Regions from separate parts of the Bos taurus genome. Here region 2 is linked to region 1. The links are chromatin contacts, called in public Hi-C maps. All regions are on one chromosome and are shown on one strand. The core of a region is the stretch at or near the end of the contact, and the rest is flanking DNA. Distances in the headings are between cores, read along the strand shown.

Evidence for each region. Hi-C and Micro-C count contacts between places; a contact is called where the count stands out from the background.
Region 2: a contact with region 1 is called in a Hi-C map of liver, with 2.9 times the contacts expected there. A contact is called at or near these places in 2 of 11 Hi-C or Micro-C datasets (liver and skin fibroblasts).

What each region holds. Positions count from the first base shown.
Region 1 is chr8:81,289,181-81,294,809 of ARS-UCD2.0, forward strand. The region is part of intron 3 of AOPEP (aminopeptidase O (putative)); the gene reads left to right. Among named protein-coding and RNA genes, the nearest start is that of AOPEP, 95 kb to the left of the region's middle.
Region 2 is chr8:81,446,535-81,452,163 of ARS-UCD2.0, forward strand. AOPEP (aminopeptidase O (putative)) reads left to right here. Exons shown (of 17, transcript NM_001206980.2): 6 at 4,067-4,256. Among named protein-coding and RNA genes, the nearest start is that of MIR2475, 170 kb to the right of the region's middle.

The sequences.
Region 1 (5,629 bases), core at 2,116-4,615:
CTTCATCCAGCCTGGCATTTCACAAGATGTAGTCTGCATATAAGTTAAATAAGCAGGTGACAATATACAGCCTTGATGTACTCCTTTTCCTATTTGGAACCAGTCTGTTGTTCCATGTCCAGTTCTAACTGTTGCTTCCTGACCTGCATACAAATTTCTCAAGAGGCAGATCAGGTGGTCTGGTATTCCCATCTCTTTCAGAATTTTCCACAGTTTATTGTGATCCACACAGTCAAAGGCTTTGGCATAGTCGATAAAGCAGAAATAGATGTTTTTCTGGAACTCTCTTGTTTTTTCAATGATCCAGCGAATGTTGGCAATTTGATCTCTGGTTCCTCTGCCTTTTCTCAAACCAACTTGAACATCTGGAAGTTCATTGTTAACATATTGCTGAAGCCTGGCTTGGAGAATTTTGAGCATTACAGGGCCTATACAGTCTAAAATATTTAGTAACTAGCCCTTTACAGAAAAAAGTGTTCTGACCCTTTCAATATCTATTTGAAGGTTATCATCAAAAATTAAAACAAGAGTTGACTTTTAACATTTTCTATGAAAATGTTAAATACCACCAAGAATTTATCTGTGGATTTTTTTTTTCAGAATTACTAATCAGGGCATAGTTATAATAAAGTAAATGCTAGTTGGGATTTGCTTATGTACAACTTACACCTTATGTGATACCTCAGAGTAGACTTTTCCGGTTCAAACTGAGGGAGGATTTAGCTAGACCAGAAGAAAGAACTTTCGGCATCATACTGCATGCCTCGTGCAGCCCAGCAGCTGGGGTTTATCAGAGGACAGCCAGGCAAGTACGGTCGCAACACCCTCTGCCCCAAATGGCTGTTCTGAGGATGGAATAATATCTCCAAATGTGTCTGTACTCCTTGGAGAAAAAGGATATGTGGACACAAGATGCTATTACTTCCTTTCCAAGTCATGTTTTCTAGATTGGTGGATTGGTCTCATAGGACCTCCATTCTGTTGTGCACAATGCCCTTTAAAACAATGAGCTATCCTTGAAAACATGAGCGGCAAAACCCAACCCGCAAGTCACAGTTTCCATCACAGCAACACGTCAACCTGATTAGTACATTTGCCAGGCATCAGCTGATTTCCCGAAAGAAGCAAAGCACCTGGGAGCAGCACAGTGTAATGAGGCAGATAACAGCGCCCGAAATGATAACAACCCTTGGGCAGAGGACGGAAATCAGATGACGGACCTCTGAGTTCTTAGTACATGGGGGAAATCGTTCCTCCTGGCGGTTTTAAAGAAGAAGGCTGATGGTTTAGAGGGTAGTGTGATGACTGTCATAAGAATTTTAGTAGCCGAGAAGTCACTATCCTTTTTCTCAAGAAGGCTAAGTTAAAACCATAGATTTAGTTTGACTCGTTTGGCTCCTTTATTGTATAACTTGCTCAGCATAATGTCATTTGGGCAGACAGAAATGTTAGCCTGTGTATTATTGTCAGCCTGCATTCCCTGCCGAAATGTAGCTAAACAATTAAGCTCAGAGACCCAATGCCCAGTACAGTGTTTTGTATATAACAGGTACTCAATACCTATTTGTTGAATAAATGTGTTCTCTGTAATCAGACAGATGTAATAGGTTCATGGAAGAAGCATTCAAAATCACTATTGATAGTAACAAAAATGATTTCAGGGTCATTCCTTTAGTTTTGCTTCTGATTGAAGTTTATAACTTTTCCCCAGGTTCAGTATATTTTAAAAGGGGGAAAAAATGGTGTAGTACATTCTAATTTCCTCCTGCTCGGTAATTTTGTTGTTGTTAATTTAATTTTGTTTTATTTTTGCAGGGTCTACTTCCTAGGAAATTAAAAAAAAACACACACACACACACACTCCAGTTATATTTTTCATGGGAAGCCATAAGTAAAGGAATAAGACTGACTGACTGAAACTTCTTCCAACTGTAGGAGAAAAAGCATATGAACAAGTGAAAGACATTTGAAAAAAAAACTATATGTACCCTCGCTTAAGATCTGATTTCATTTTTCTGTGCAAAAGTAGGAGACTGTAGACATTACTTCATCCTGGGCAAAATGCTGCTTTCTGGTGTGCCCAATAGACCAGCTCCCTGACATTCTCTCTCTTGATTTTGTGTGGGAAATTCCAGGGAAAAGCCAAGATTTCAGGGTCCAGACCCCTCCCCCCCAACCCCCCCACCCCCCCGCCATGTGCCATTGAAAGCTAACTTTTCTTTCCTTTTGATGGCTCAAAATGAGCAACACTTCTATTTAGACTGCTCCCACAGTATGAGACCAAGAATTACATATGAGGAAATGGTGAATTAAAAGACATTTAGGAATGGTTATGATTAAGTGTTTTCACAAAGAGAGAATGCAAAGTAGAGAGAGCTCCTTGTTTCTCGAACTGAGGAAACTTTATTCTGGGCCCGTATGCACATGTGTGTTTCAAGGGGTAGGAGTACAGAGTGAACACATCTTTTCTCTTTAGAAAGCTGCTGCTGAGTGAGGACTGTGTTCTGCTCTGTTACATCCCCCATAAGGTCCCACATAATGCCCTGCACTTTCTAAACATCAGTTCATTCTTTTGTTTGTGACTTGCTTTTTGACTAGTTCTTGCTTGCCCTCCTAGTATTGCACTTACCGTATTTGACACACAGGGAAGTCATCGTGATTTCTTTTAGATGATCATGATTCCCGCAGGCCTATGTCTTGTTGCTATGAATTTTTGTCTTAGGCTTGACACTCATGAATTTTCTCATGTCAGTAAAGTACTAAAGCACACTCGTGACCCTCTGGCACAGAATGATTTGGTGACCAGTTTGCCCGTCCACCTTGTATTTAAGTTTAAGGAGAACTAGGTTATCCATCGGAGAAGACAATGGCACCCCACTCCAGTACTCTTGCCTGGAAAATCCCACGGATGGAGGAGCCTGGTGGGCTTCAGTCCATGGGTCGCTAAGAGTCGACTGAGCGACTTCACTTTCACTTTTCAATTGCATGCATTGGAGAAGGAAATGGCAACCCACTCCAGTGTTCTTGCCTGGAGAATCCCAGGGACGGGGGAGCCTGGTGGGCTGCCGTCTATGGGGTCGCACAGAGTTGGACACGACTGAAGCGACTTAGTAGCAGCAGCAGCTTATCCACACAGGTCAGAGTGCGGGTGACACTTGGCATGACAAGCCTGGTGAAACGTATTCCTTTAGGTATTCCATTAGCCACGAGGGAAAACCTCAGAACCAGTGGCGGTGCTTGCGTTCTGGGTTCAGTAGGTGGCGCTCTTCTACCTGGTTCACGGGAATGATCTTGAAGGTCATTCTCTCCTGGGTCTCCTGTGCCATAGGCGGTACCATGTTGCCAGGAAAGGAAACCTGAAGCCTTGCCGGGTGGCATCAGTGCCTGAGAAGCGGGTGGCATGATCTGGCGTATGGCCCTGGTCAGGCAGTGCTGGTTGCATACCAGCCGAGGGCGTCTTACTGTCTCCTTTGTTCTGGTGCCAGTTCCCGCCCTTGAGCAACAGCGGAAAAGAACTAACGAAAGACAGTCACGCCATGGGTATTCAGGAGGGTGGCACTAGCTCATAAAACCAGAACGTGTAGACTCAGCATCTCAAAAGTAGTGAAAGGAAAAAAAGCTGGGGTTTGCCGAAAGCCTCCAGAGAAAGAAGCCAAAAGAGGAAGAGCAACCAAAACTGGGAGCTTTACCTACTTTGTTATGTATCTATTATATTTATTATAGTAAATATATAAAACTATGTAATAGGAACTTTAAATGTAGTGTATCTATGTATACTTATAAGTTCATACTCGTATATTATGTGTTCCTATACATACCATCAAGCATTTTAAACTTGTAATACAAAGAAGAGACACGTGGAGTAGTTCTGGCAGGAAGTTCTGAAATTAAGAATAGTGGGTAGAGAAAGAAACAAGCTTGAGGTAGGAAAGAAGCAGGCGCTACAGATGAATTGAGTAAAGAAATATGATATGTAAATAAAAGCATGTATCAATTTGATGTTTCCAAATGCTTCATGCTGTTTGTCTAACTTAAAGTGGAAAAGTTTAAAAGATAAAGGAAAAGCTTTTAATAGGGAGAATTTAAGTGCCTGTTTTAATTTTCAGTGAAACGATAGCTCTTTAAGAACAAGTAATTTGGTGAATGCATAACTCTGCAAACATAAATCGTCAGCTTTTGCCTCTGTGGAAGCAGAGTGTTTGTGTGTGGTGTAGCTGTGGCTTTGGTGTGTATTGAGTGAGTATATCCAGGACTCCTAAGAATAGTACACTGATGTTCCATAGATTTTGTATTTAATTTACTATTAGTAGGCGTGCTTGATGTGTAGAAATAACTAAAGTATCTTGATTTTTTTTCCTGAATTTGTTTTCTTTTTGTAAGGACAATTTCTTCAAATAATTAGCAAAGTATTTCACAGGTTTAGCGTTAAAAAGTTCTCTCTCCTGTGAACGAAATACTCCATCATGTTCTTCCTTTTTTCCTCCCCACTTTTCTTACCCTAAAAGAATCTTCAAAACCATTCATAGGACAGTTTTTCAGAATAGTATATGAAGGAAATAATTGAGGTAATTTCCAGTTATAAGTATAATTTTCAAAGCTTACAATTTGAAAGATTACCCATCTCAAATTCTTATCATAAGAAAGTCATCTTTAAGGAAAATTTCAGTCCTGAATTGAAGGTAAATGTTTACTTGTATCTTGTAGCTGCTGCTAGCACAATTCTAAGAACAGTATCTGATATATCTGGCTTACTAGTGAGACAATTAAAGGATAAGGATTTGAGAGGGCATAGCAGCTTGCAAGAACTTTTCGAGGAGGCCCAGGAGGGAGGTGGGCTGGGTGGCTGCTCAAGCCTGCACAGTTGGGTGCACCACTTCCTCTGGGCTCCTTCGTATGGGCCCCCTCCCTGGGCGTCTTACTGATGAATCCCGTCCTGGCCGTGAAACCATCCAGTGGTGTGATGGGCTTCTGGCCTCTGCAGAGGAAAAACTCTGGGTGAATTCAAGTACAGCATGTTCTCTTTGTTTTGCAGCTGGTGTAGTGAGGGAGACTAGGGCAAGTGGATTGAATCAAAAAGGAAAATGAAGGCATTCACTGTCTATTTCATCGAGGATGGCTCATTTCAAGTAAACACCATTTAAATAGTCTCCAAATGGCCCATTCTATATGAAGTCATACAGGATGCCCCCTTTGGGCTGTCATTCTCCTTTAAATGGATCGCTTTGTGTGCACAGTGTTTTAATGCCATTCAACCTTAAACCCCATCTGTGGGCCTCATCAGGCCACGGGCTTCAGTGCACATGTGGCAGCCATACCTTCGACATTCTTAGTCTCTGCCGCCAGAAAGTCAGCCCAAGCAACAGGGGGAGGCAGCTGTAAAGACGACAGCAGTTAACATTTCTTCAGCACTTACTATGCACCAGTTACTATGCCTAGAGATTTCTGTATGTGAGGTACAGACTATGATTATTCCTTTGTTACAGATGAGGAAACTGACGCATGGAGATATTAAGCAATATGCCCAAACTGGTAAGTGTGGATTGGAGAATTGAACCTTTGCAATCAGATTCCAGAGCTAGAACTCAGTCTGTGGACATTTTTAAGAGAAATAAACTCTTGTCAATTCTCT
Region 2 (5,629 bases), core at 1,022-3,521, 160 kb after region 1:
TTCCGAACCCAGGGATAGAACCCATATCTTCTGTGTCTCCTGCATTGGCAGTCAGATTCTTTACCACTGAGCCACCTGGGAAGCATTCCGAATCTTTAACCTTTCAGTTATCTGGATTATATTTGCAACTAATTAAGTCATGCAAGCAAAAGTTGCTTTCACATAATCATGAGGTCCTTTTAAAACTATCCAGTTTAACTCTGGAAGTACTCAGGGTTCCCTTCTTTCTTGATTTTTCTTTCCTCTCTGGAATGGAATGTTGGGCTCCACATGTTGAGACTGTGAGAAACTTTGAACCCATAAGTTCAAGCTTGGTGAGTATGTGTCTGTTTCCTGGACGAACTTCCCAAGGACCTGTATAAAAAGTGAATCTGCTCCGCCTAAGGCGTGTTGGATCTGCTCCAGGATAATGGTGGGGTGCCCTGGGGTTCTTCTTGTCCCTAACCAGAAGCAATTTCCTGTCCTCTCGGTAGGCCTGCAGCCTGCTCTAACCCGCTGGGGCCGCGGTGCTGCACCTCTCCCTGAGCTGCAAGGTGGGCCACGCCGGTCACGTCTCCCTGGACAAAGCAGAAATAAATCACACACCAGCCCCTGCTTAAGATCTGATGAAATTCTCCATTTCCTCTCCAAATTGAATTCCTCCCGAAGGACTGGAGCGGCTCCTGAGAGTAATGAAGGCACTCCTTCCTCCTCTGCTAGAAGCGTGTTTTAAATTAACGGACACGGCCTTCTAATCTGCGTGAGGAGGGAGCTTTTAGGAACAGTCCTGAGAAACTGTTTAGACCAGAAACGATATTTTTAAACTTGAGGGGGGAGGCAGCAGACAGACAATACGACGTGGCCTTTGTCGGGAGGCAGCCCCGCTGGTGGTCTCCCGGCAAGGAAGGAGCACACGCGTCCCGCTGGGGCCCTGCCCGCCCCCCTGCTCTGCCCCGCCCCTGCCCTGCCCTGCCCTGCCCCGCCCCCTGCTCTCCCCGCTGGCCCCAAGATCACTTGCAGTGAGAATTTATGACGGAGAATACAAATAAGAGGGATTGTGCTTTGTGACAGTTGAAAATATTCCTTTCCCACCCATTTCTTATTTGGGAAAAATGATCAACTCTGATTTTGAAAAACATTTTTAAAAAGAACCATTTTTAGGATGAAGATGTCACTGAAGTGATTATCTTCCATCCTCTGTAATGATGATGAATCAACAATTTGGCATTTGTAGAGGCAGTTGACACAGGCCCTTTCAAGGGAAAAAAGAAAAAAGAAAACCCGTTTTCAAATGGAGCTTGTCAGAGTGAAGACTGATGCCCGGCTGACTGACTAGGACCATGAATACAATTCTGACAACTTGGGAAAATGTGGAGCCCAGGGGTGAAACTTATAAATCAAGTGAAAGGTTTGAGTAGAAAATTCTAAACATTCATTCTATTTTGAAGGAGGGTGTGAAAGAGATTATCTGTTGGTAGAGAAATATTTAATATTACTCCTTGAAGTGAGTTTGAGCATTATACTGTTCTTCATTCATTGTTGAAAAAAAAGCAGTTTAAAAATTCTAGTTACCTTTAAAAATCCTGACATTTAAGTTCAAAAGGAGAGGAGTAAATTCTCCTTAACTTGAAAAAAAATTCTATTGATCCTTTTATGTCAGGATTTTGTTAACAACCCGTGAGAAAGATTATCAAAACCTCACTCTGTGTTTTTATTTAGTTTAAGAAAGAAGCCATTTTCTTTATAGGGAGGTATGATCCATAGGTAAAACCCAACCTTAGACAGAAAACTCCGCTGCAGGAGAATTTGGGGTCTGGTTCTCAAACTGGAAAATTGCTTTTCAGGGAGAAGGTCATGTTTTCCACTGATAATAGGGTCATTTGTATCAAGCGAAACGCACACCCTTCCAATCTAGAAGGAAGTTTAAGCTTCGGTTTTCTCAGAAGACAGTAGGAAACACATTTCTCCCTGGCTAGGAAGAGAGTATTGAGGACAGGGAATGGGAATTCAGGCACCGTTCCAGCAATGTCTGGGTCTGTCCTGAGCCCAACCAAGGCCAGGGTGTATCTCCAAAATACCGGGTCTGGTGGAGACAACGAAGACTGTTGAAGGGGAAAAATTACAGGACAGGAAAATGAAATGCCACCCCCACACAGCTGCTTTGTGCATTCCTTCAGCCCTCTCAGACTTTGATATTTGCATAAAAGGGCCTGGATCAACTTCCACACTGGGACAAAGCAGCCAGCAGGTCGCTGTGGACAGCGCAGGCTTTTTCCTCATGAACAGTCTGCAATTTCACAGTCATCAACGTGTGTACCCCTCCTGGGCCGAGGGGTCAGCTCAGCCACACCATGTCTGTAACTCTGCGTGCACCGTCTGGGTCTCTGGCCAGCAGACCTTTCCAATGCAGGCTTGTCTTTGAGCCTGTTTACAAAGCCTGAAGTTACTTCTGTTTTGTTTTAGCCAAAAGGGTGAAGTGCTGCCAGCAGTATGTCTGGAATGTTATTTACTTGGTACATTTCTGTGGCTTTTCTTTGTAGCACTGCACATGCCAGAGCAAAGGGTCATTTACTTGAAAATGCCAGGTTTCGCAGTTTGTCTTCTCCATGGGCGACTTTCTCAGGAAGAGGAAGTTTAGCTCCTGTGCCTCTTGGTTCCCCCCCACCCTCCTCCCTCTCTCTCACCCTTCTCTCTTTGCTTCCTGCGTTCCTCCCTGCCTTCCTTTTTTTTTTTTTTTTTCTCTGAGTTAGTGCTCTGAAATACTGTTGGCGCCTGCTGCATTGCACCCTTGTATCCTAAATGTCCCAGCTACACTTTTATTTCCCGGAGTTTCTGGTGGACTCTGCTGAGATCCTGGCAAACACTTTCTCATTTGCGTGCTTGCCCTGTTATTATTTCACATGAAAGCTGTCTGTTTTGGCACACATGACTGCCGTGATTTCAGTTGAGCTCCCTGAGCTGAATGGGTGATGTTGTGCAAGGGAAATACAGGTGGGGTTTTCTCTACTGGTGGCCGTGGGGGCGGAGGACAAATCTGCAAGCAGTTCTGGCTTGTGCAGAGCCCACATGATGGCAAATGCATGGCTTTTAAAGGAAGGAACCAGTGTGTACAGTTTCTTAATTTGGAAGGTTTCACAACTGCTTGTGTTCAATTGATGGAGGAGGGGTTTGTTTGTTTTTTTTTTTCAAAGCAAGTTCTTCATTCATAAGACTGTAAACAAGTCCTGGATAAATGAGAAATACCGAAGCACAGGAGGCACTCCCTTTACCTCTTCTCTCTTCAGCCTCCCTTCCTGCCGTTTCATCAGTGCAGCTCTAATCATGGTGTTTGGGGTTTTAAAGCAAAGTATGGGAAATGAGATTAGATATTAATAAATCTCCCTGGCTGGTGCCAGCCCTGGGGCCATTTGCACACCTGAGTGAGTTAACTTCCTTCTCTCTCTCTGCCTATCATTGTGGCATGTGAATTACAAGCATCTGTAGATAGGAAAAGATACCTTTGAAAATCTCAGCCTTACAGAGATTCAGCCTTTATCAGAGTCTCTTGAAACCTCACCCATCCATGGCACCTGTGAGTTTGTTACCTCTGTAACCAGCCCTGGCCTGAAAGAGAAAATGTTTGGTTCCATTCTTGTCGGCTTTTCCTGTCCTTCTGCGTGACTTCTCACTTTGTCTGTAAGCTACTCGGATTTTTGGCTGAAGGGTCTTCTTTGATCACTGTCTTGACAGCATGGGCTTCACGTTCCCACACCTGCTCTTCTTTTACAGTCCAGATTTCAGGGTAAATGCTTCCACAGCCTTGTAATTTCTTCCGTGTAAAGCTCGGCGCAGGTTACTTATTACAGGTAATAGCCTTTTGATGACGGAGACAACTGCTTGGCAGAAACGGCAGCCTGAACCGCTGCCAGGAACGCAAACTGCCACTTTATTTATTTCTAAAAGCATCTAAGCTGTGAGCCTATCGGTCGTGATCTAGCATGCACATGATAATAACAGGCTGGCAGGGCTGAGAAAGCTGCCCCAGGGGGCGGCCATGACGACAGGCCCTGACAAGACTCTTGTGTGTTTTCTCCCCCATTATCCACAGCCCACACATCGTCTTCCTCTCTCAGAGCACCTTGACTGGAATGAGCCAGCTCTGTGGGACCCGTCTCTGCCATGAAATTGCTCACGCCTGGTTTGGCCTGGCGATTGGGGCTCGAGACTGGACGGAGGAGTGGCTGAGTGAAGGGTTCGCCACTCACTTGGAAGATGTATTCTGGGCCAAGGCACAGCAGGTAAGTTTCAAGTGCACTAAGCATTTCAGTACCCAGAGTCAAGTTCAACTGAGTCTTTCGCTCATTCAACAGATAGGTATTGAGTGCTCATTATGCACCTCGGCACTTGTTCTGTTTGCTTTGTAAATGAGAGGAGAGACCTTGCTCCCCGTGGGGTTCACTGAGGTTCGCGATCTAGTGATGACAGGGAGACCAGGTAGGTAAACGACAGCATCTGCAACTTGCAGGGATGAGTACTGTCAAGAAAATGAAGCCAGATAGAGAGGGGTGGAGGAAGTGCTGGTTTAGAAGGTGCTTATCGGAGAAGGTCTCTGATGAGGAGACATTTGAGCAAAGACTTGCAGAACAGGTGGTGCTGCGGCATACTCGAGTACTCCTTTGGGGTTGTGGTTGTGTTGACATCGACCGTGTTCTGCTTTGATAAGTGATGAGATGAAATTTTAAATCCAGAGTCATGATCTTAGGTGTCTGCTGCAAGTAATGAGGAATGAAGCAGCGGATGTTGCAGATTAGGGAACGAGGATGACTGTGGTACACCGGCCGCTTCCCCTCAGTTCTGACCAACTGCTGTCATGTTGAAAGGAGGGCTCAATAGAGCCTGGACTTCTAGTGTTTTAAAAGAAACTATGACTCTGGATTTTTATTGAAATTTATCAGTGTGAAAAATATGCAGACCAAATACACACCGAGGCCAGACCTGCTCAACACACTCCTAGTTTACAAGCTCAACTTTAAAGAATTAGCCACCAGCAATAAGGAAGCTGTGGCAGCTAACCTGCTTCCTGCTTGTTTTCCAATTCCTAATATCTGGTCACATCTTTTCCCCTACCATCTCTGCATACTGGACTATTTGAATTCTGAGATTCACAAGTTTGTACACATCTGCATGATTTTGTTCAAGTTCTTTCTGCCTGTTGAAATCCTGTATATCTTTCACTAGCCAGCTCAAGGTCACCTTCCTTTGATAGCCCAGACTCTTCATCTCATTCACAGTTCAGTAATGCTCTTCTAGAAACTTTGAGTTTCCACAGTAGTTGTACTTACCTCTTTTTTCTCACTTGTTTCTTCTTCCTCCTATCCTCATGAGTAGGCGATAACCTCTTTCACAGTGGCACAGTGCCCTGCTCATCCTCCCACCCCGCTTTCCCGCCTTGGCTACTGAGCTAGCAGTGTGCATAGCTGTGTACCCCTCCACGCAGAATCCTGTGAGGAGAGGTCCCATGGCAGATTCTTGAGCAGAAAGGCTGGGTTTGAAGTAGGACCCGGGTTGGAATCCCAGCTTTGCTGCTTACCAGCTTTGTGAGTGTCAGGAGGTTAAGTCACCTCCCTGAGGCTTAGTTTCCTCATTTATAAAATGCTTAACCTTGCAGAGT